Regions from separate parts of the Acanthopagrus latus genome. Here region 1 is linked to region 2. The links are chromatin contacts, called in public Hi-C maps. All regions are on one chromosome and are shown on one strand. The core of a region is the stretch at or near the end of the contact, and the rest is flanking DNA. Distances in the headings are between cores, read along the strand shown.

Evidence for each region. A called contact is a pair of places that touch in the nucleus more often than the background predicts.
Region 1: a contact with region 2 is called in a Hi-C map of liver, with 2.7 times the contacts expected there. The contact joins the promoter of hdr here to the promoter of LOC119019745 in region 2. A contact is called at or near these places in 3 of 4 Hi-C or Micro-C datasets (liver and muscle).

What each region holds. Positions count from the first base shown.
Region 1 is chr5:28,952,419-28,955,962 of fAcaLat1.1, reverse strand. hdr (hematopoietic death receptor) reads right to left here and starts at 1,785. Exons shown (of 10, transcript XM_037097683.1): 1 at 1,665-1,785. The coding sequence starts at 1,688.
Region 2 is chr5:28,655,980-28,659,670 of fAcaLat1.1, reverse strand. LOC119019745 (fibroblast growth factor receptor 1-like) reads left to right here and starts at 1,710. Exons shown (of 8, transcript XM_037098588.1): 1 at 1,710-1,848; 2 at 2,132-2,307; 3 at 2,519-2,709; 4 at 2,857-3,001; 5 at 3,174-3,287. The coding sequence starts at 2,220.

The DNA of each region.
Region 1 (3,544 bases), core at 536-3,035, 300 kb before region 2:
AATAAACAAGCTGGTCTCAGAGGAAAATAAGGCCCCAGAACACTGTGTGAAGTTAGAAAGGTGGCAGGGTCCGCCACATATAAAGGAAGTAAAACAGTCATTCAGTTGATTCAGAGTTAATCCTGAGTGTTTGACAGTCACCACTTTAAACGTTATCATTCCAAAAAATGTGTGCACGTCAGCCAATCTATCAATATCCCCAATATCTGTATTGATGTAGTGCGTTTCAAATCATTCGCGTTACTGTTCAGTATTTTATGGCCTTTTCTCTCTTTACGGCAGTCAACACTCCTCCGCATGACATCAGTTCCGCTCACAGGAAGCAAATTGTTTACAGAGGAGCTTACTTATCAGAAAGTTTTAATACCGCAGACAAATAAAAAGTCGAGTCATTCCGCGTTCTACAGAGATATTCAAGATGATGCAATGCTTCATAAGACCGTGGCTGCCACTCCCTATCAGCTCACAGGCTGATAAACTGAGCAGGTGAATACAGTGGAGAAGGGGATTTCCTTCAGATGTGCTCACTCAACCTACAGAGCAGAAAACAGCCTGATGGAGGGACGGCTGCAGAGCGAAGTGATGCAAGAACAGCCATCCTAAACCTTCAGGTCCTGCAAGAACTTACACTGATTCATGTGAGCGAAACAAACAGGATGTGTCCAAAATACAGGTTTAAAGGAATAACTTGATAAGGCAACCGTGCATACCAGATTGTCTTCCACACCCTTTATTTCGCAATACCTGCTGGCCTACCTTTCTAGAAAAATCACATGCTCAGACAAGTCACCAGCGTGTGCCATTCACTGCCCTGCCTTCACTTCTATATCATAGTGACATCCTTAAAATACTTTTAAGACTATTTAAAAAATAGAAATAAGTCTTGATAGATCCTCTCTGGCATAGAGGGGAAAAGATCATACAGAACTCCATTCAAAAAACGTTGGATTCTAGATGGTTTAAGGATGCAGGAATACACACGATACCTTAATTAGGATAATTAAACATGTTCTGAATGTTTAGGAGCCAGTCTTTAAATCGGCTTGTGTATAATCCACAAAATGTCACTTCATTTAGATAAAATTCAAACTTGTTGGCCAGTTCACAGCCGCCATCGCTCGCCAGGTGTGTTGTCAACAGGAGGCACCACTGCGTTTACCAGGCAAATCCGAAAAAAGTCGAACGGCCGTATTGAGGAGAGATTACTGGCAATTATAAAAATATGATTTCCCAAGAATTTCATACACGTGAAAGTCTTTAAATCGGCACATTTTTGAACAGATACTGGCGCAACATAGGAGGAAGACACCCGGCTTAGAGTTGAGTCGGAATGAGTTTGAATGAAGTTTTGAACAGTGTATGAGGAATTTCACACCACACACACACACACACACACACACACACTAATGTGAGATTTCACGGGGAGGTTTGTAAAACAGCAGACTCGATCTTATTTCCCTTCAGATGAAACTTGTGATTAACTTGATTATTTTCCGGCAGTGTGTGTCCATGATTAACACTCACTTATCACCAGAGAGCCGCTGACAGTGAGGCGGGCCTGCCAGTGACAAAACACTCACCGAGAGATTAATCAATAGTTTTCTCACTTTCAGGAAATGCGGTCGAGTCCCGCCGGCAGACTAACTTCAGAAACACACGCTCACCTCATAGTTTCGGGTCCCTCTCATGCTGTCATCTGTAAATAAAAGTCCAGAATCCAGACTTCCCCCGGTTCCGTCCTGACTGTAAGTCTCGGCGCGTCTACCTCCAATGTTCAGCAGCACAGGTGTGACGTCTTGCTCTTAATGACGTTTATCAGTGGTGGGCGGGGCTAGAGCGTGTCTCCCCACAGCCACCGTTCATCCTGCAGTCATGAGGAAACGCACAGGATTGGTGGAGGAAGTTTTACAGCTCAGACAGACAAGTAAAGGTCCCTGAATGCCACATAAGGAGAAGTAGAGACATCTCACTAATGAATCAAAAGTATTCACTGTTTAGTGTTTAATCTGACACATATCTTGATTCTTGGTTCCCCAAAAATAAAGCGACACATTTAATTTGACTTTTATGGCACCTCCATCCATCCTAACTCATTAAAATTTCTTCCCCCACAAAAAATACAGAGTGCACCTTTAAGTTATTGCTCCAATACAACAAGTGCGTAGAAACAGATGTGTCAGAAATATGAAAATCAAACTCAGAATTTTAACATTCACAATATCACTGAGGTACGAATACAAACTCAGAGATATTTATTTGTTCCATAATGTCACGAGGTCGAGGGAATCTAGAGTCATGACACATAAGTGAACAAACGAGCTGCTGTCAGAGGAAAATAAGGTCCCAGAACAGTGTTTGAATCTAGAAGGGTGGCAGGGTCCGCCACATGTAAACAAACTAAGGTCAGTTTGTTTATTCAGTTTGAAAACAAAAAGAGTTTGTTTAGACAGAAAAAAACATCAGCCAATGGAGATCGATCACTTCTTATTAAAACTACACAGTGCTCCTTTAATTTAAAGGTGGCAGGGTCCGCCACATGTAAACAAAGTAAAACAGTATGACGTCGTGTCAAGTGCACCTTTACCAACAAGTAAAGATAGGGTTCCTCTTTGTTCTTCCAGTGTATTAATATAACAGAATTATTGTTGAAATGTAATCAGTATTTTAAAGGTGCACTGCGTAGTTTTGGGGAAGAAATTTTTAACGTGACCACGAGGAAAGTTAAGAACTTTGTTAGCATTTGTTTTGGAAGTGAGTGACAGAGAGACTGTGGGATGGATCGCAATGAGGTAATTTATTTATACCTGATAAATGTGATTGGACCTGAGCTCAGGTGTTAATAATAAGCAGCAGACTGATCACTGATGGTCTCGTTTGCTCTTACAGCTCGTTAAGAATCATCAGAGGACTCATGAGACTGTTTCATAAGCACTTAAAGGTTCATCGTTGTCACTTTAATCAGACGAGAAAGATCTGCGACTGATATTTTTTTATGAATGACTTTGGATATGATAATGATGTCATACAGCAAAATTTACCTGTTTTTATTTAAAGGGGCATTATGTAGTTTTGGAGAAGAGATTAAACCCCAGAATATATTTAATATTTACAGTATTAATGAGGTAATAACACAAACTTAGAATTTTTTTTTCTTGTTTTCCATAACTAAAATAAGGTCCAAATGTCTCTTAATTTGAAATGATGGTCCTGGAGCAACACCACTTACATTTCATGAACAAATCCAAAATCAAATCAAATCACAAACTGTACAGTGAACGACGTCTTCTGTCCTCAGACCCTCGATTCCACTGAGGAAAACTTGTCATGCTGAGAAAAAAACCTTTCAACAGGGGATAAAAACAGATGGAAGAGCCACAGAGGAGGGATCCAACGCTCAGGGTGGACGGACAAGAAATAGTTGTTGCATGTTTCACAGTTTAACACATTAAAATCAGATAAAACTGTCGACTATAGAAGAAACAGAATATAGATAGACGACTATCACACAAATACTTTCAGAGCTTTTTATTGGTTGCATTTGGTC
Region 2 (3,691 bases), core at 461-2,960:
ATTAAATATGTTTTTCTCTCCCATCGGTGTACGTTTCAAAGTAAGATACCTCACCAGTGAGTTGCCTTTTTATTACAAAGTCTAACCTGGAGCTAATCAGTATGATGCACACAGTGAGAGCTTGTTTAGGCGGTAGGTTTTTACAAAATGCCACAGTAAAGCTGTGAACTGGCATCTCGAGGCCTCTGGATATTTTCCGAGGCGTGGAATAAGAGCATCCCTGCAGTTCTCAAGGCTGCACATTGAACTGTGGTCTGGTTGCTCATTATACTTGTGCTTCCCACAGGCGAAAGCTCTGACATCTTTCTCGTGGAGAAGACATGGAACTCTCTCTCTCTTTCTCTGGCTCTTTAGACTCTCTATATTCTTAATAGTCCAACGCCGCCTCCCATGACATTGAAGCCTGCAGCTTTAAACAGCATACAGCAGCAGTCATATATCATATCATCAGTACAGCAGAGGAAGACGATCAGGCACCATACTGCTACACACAGCCCTCACTATTGTCTGGTGAAACCAACATGTAGTCTTTAATCTAATTGCACGTATTGTCAATCAGTCTGAATAAGATCAGCAGCCAGCTTAGACGCCTCGAATGCAAATGTCAAGCGGTGCAGAGCATCATAAAGCCACGACCCCACAGCTCCCGCTGTTTACTCCGCTGGCTCTTGTGGGGGAAAGAAACCGGCAGGAGAAGACTTGTCTAAAGGTCAGTGTTGTTTTCCCCGAGTGTGTGAGATCAACCCGGCTCAAGGTAGCTGTGCTAAAGCCGGGCTTTATGTGAGTGATATATGCCACGATACCGGCAGCCAATCCAAAACCAGTCTGTGTCAAACCTGCAGCCGACTTGATGAACGTTGGATGACTACAACACGGTGTGTGAACAGCTCTCCTGGTGAAGTACATGCCTCCTGCAGACACTGAGACCAGAGGTTCAAATCCTCCCTGTGGCTTCTACTTGCATGGAGTAAAATTTGGCCTTAATAAAAACCTAAATTTTCAACTAAAGCTGTAGCAGCTACACCCATCCTTCCCCCTCTCTCCCTCTCCAGCACTGAGCCTGTGCAGTGTCCCATCAGTGTGCTGGGAGGATGGAAGGAGGTCACTGTGTGTGAGCTGCCAGCTGATTCACACAATATCCTGGAAAAAAAACAACTTTTAAAGCAACAGCTCCCCCTGCTGACACGGACACAAAGGAAAAGCCAGCACGGAAACCACTTGAAGTCAGTGTGTACAATAAATGTCTTCTGATGTTCCTGGGCTTGTATACACATGAACATACAGCATAAGAATATAAAGAACATGACTTTCTGTCTTTCAACCATTTTTGATATTAGTTTTAAACCAATATACTCATAGTATTTGTAGGGATAACATCCACCTGTAAATATAAATTGTGTCTTCTCACGCTGAAGATCTTGGTTTCACCATGAGCTGTTCGAACTGTTCAAGGGGAGAAAAACCATGTAGTGTCTCGTGCGGTAAACACACATTGGTCATAAAAGAACTACAACAGTTCGACATTACCTGAGATGTACTTTAATTATTTATTTAAGTTAGAATCAGTATTAAGCTGATGGCTTCTACCCTGTCTGTTGACTACTGAACAACAGAGGTCTTGTAAAGTTATGAGTGTTGTTCATGTTGGCTCTTATTTTGTAAGCAAAGAGTGGAAGTTGTCATGGCACAGGTCCGGAGGTTGTGCATATTTTCAGTGTAAAGCTTCAGTTTGATTTTGCTCTCAGTGAGTCAGCTTCCACACGATTATATCTGGATTTACTGTTTATTTTTTCCTGAAGTTTTTCTGCCTCCAGCCTGAGTTCAAGAGTCTTCTCAGAGCCCAGCGAGGTGAGCTGGTGTCTTTATTATCCCTCACTCCTTCGTTTAGCTTCACTTTAACTCATTTAACTGGAGATATTTAGATATTTAAAGAATCCTGGCTCTTATATCAACAAGATGTTATTTCAGATCTGAACTTCGACCACCTGTTTTACTATAGAACACATTTGTAAAATCTGTCTATATTTTTTACAAATGGAATTGACTCTTAACAGCCCATTGAAGGCACGTGGTTTGCTCACGTGATCATGCATTCATTTGTCTTTTTTCTTTCTGCTCGTCTCTGGCTAAGCGCTGTGAGTGACCCGCTGCTGACGGCTCAGGGGCCTGAATGAATTTCCAGTTTTAGAGAAACCAAAAGTTGTAGCTCCTTCAGCAGGATGCTGATGAGACCAAGACTGCTTCTGTTTCTGGCTTTATTCGCCCAAGTTTTAAAGACCCAATGTCGGTCCGCCAACTCTGACAAAGGTAAGATGGCTTTAAGACTAATCCTATTTCTGAAACATGGCATGAGATCTAATATTTGCCATATTCAGCAACAGAACCTTCAGTGTTTGTAGGTTTAGTTGTCAGATGTGTGTACTTTTGAACTATTGCACATGTTTGTCTTTGCATGTTTGCTTTTCTGCTTCCAGTAATGTCTCAGCTAACCTTTGTGTATATTTTGTTTGTGTTGCAGAGCGCTCTCCTCACAGGCCGATCCTGCAGGCCGGCCTGCCAGCTGATCGCACCGCAGTGGTGGGCAGCGATGTGGAGTTTAAGTGCAAGGTGATCAGCAACCCTCAGGCTCACATCCAGTGGCTGAAGCACATCAAGGTCAACGGGAGCTCAGTTGGTCCTGATGGAACACCGTATATTCGTGTCCTGAAGGTAGGAGCTTCTTGTGACCAATCCTGCTGCAACAAGCCGGTTACAAGCAGTTTTTCTTAGATACCCAGTACTGTGTCTAAAGCTGCATTTTGATTTGTTTCCCCTCTTGGGCCTCTTGTCGGGTCTGCTTCATTTCTTATTTTCTAGACCTCCGGCCTTGACACCACAGACAAGGAAATGGAAGTCCTCCACCTGAGAAATGTGTCTCTTGATGACGCTGGGGAGTACACCTGCTTGGCGGGAAATTCTATTGGGATCTCCTATCACTCTGCCAGGTTGACTGTTGTTGAAGGTATCAGCTGTTTTGTCTGATATTTTCTTTTTTCTGTCTCCTGTCCACCTTCACATTTGTTCTCAGCGTGGCTCCTGCTCCATCTAAACTGTCAAAACTCTTCTTTTAAAATAAAAAAAAGATTATTATTGTTATTATTGCTGATATTGATGCTCCACTCTGATAGCAACAGAAGGAGAGAGAAAGAAAGTGGACACCATGCCGCCGCAAAGTCCCCCATGCCGGATTCAAAATCAGTCAACCAGGGCGAAGACCGGGCCTGAAGACACGGCACGCACTCCACCAGGTGAGCCACTGGGCGGCCATTTCGTAGATTAAGCCTGTTATGGTGTGGTGTGAGGGAGCGATTCATGTAGAGGAAGGAGGTGATTACTCCTCCACGTGGAGACCTGTCCTGTGACTGTAATCCACAGTCCTGCTCCCTCCGTCACCGTTGTCCCCTGAGTTTCTCCTCACCTCAGCTGAGGTAATGAACTCCTCGGTCAGAAAACCCTGGAAAGTTGTCATTCTGCCAGACGCTTGGCTTGTTGGTTTATTTAAGGGAGCTAAGGAGTCAAAATGGTGCTAAATATTAAGAGTACAAGCAGAATGTGGCTCACACACCTGCTCATAACACAGAATCAGATCAAATCACGCAGCCGACCTTGTTTGTTCTCTGACCATCAGTTTCCAGTAACAAAACATTGACTC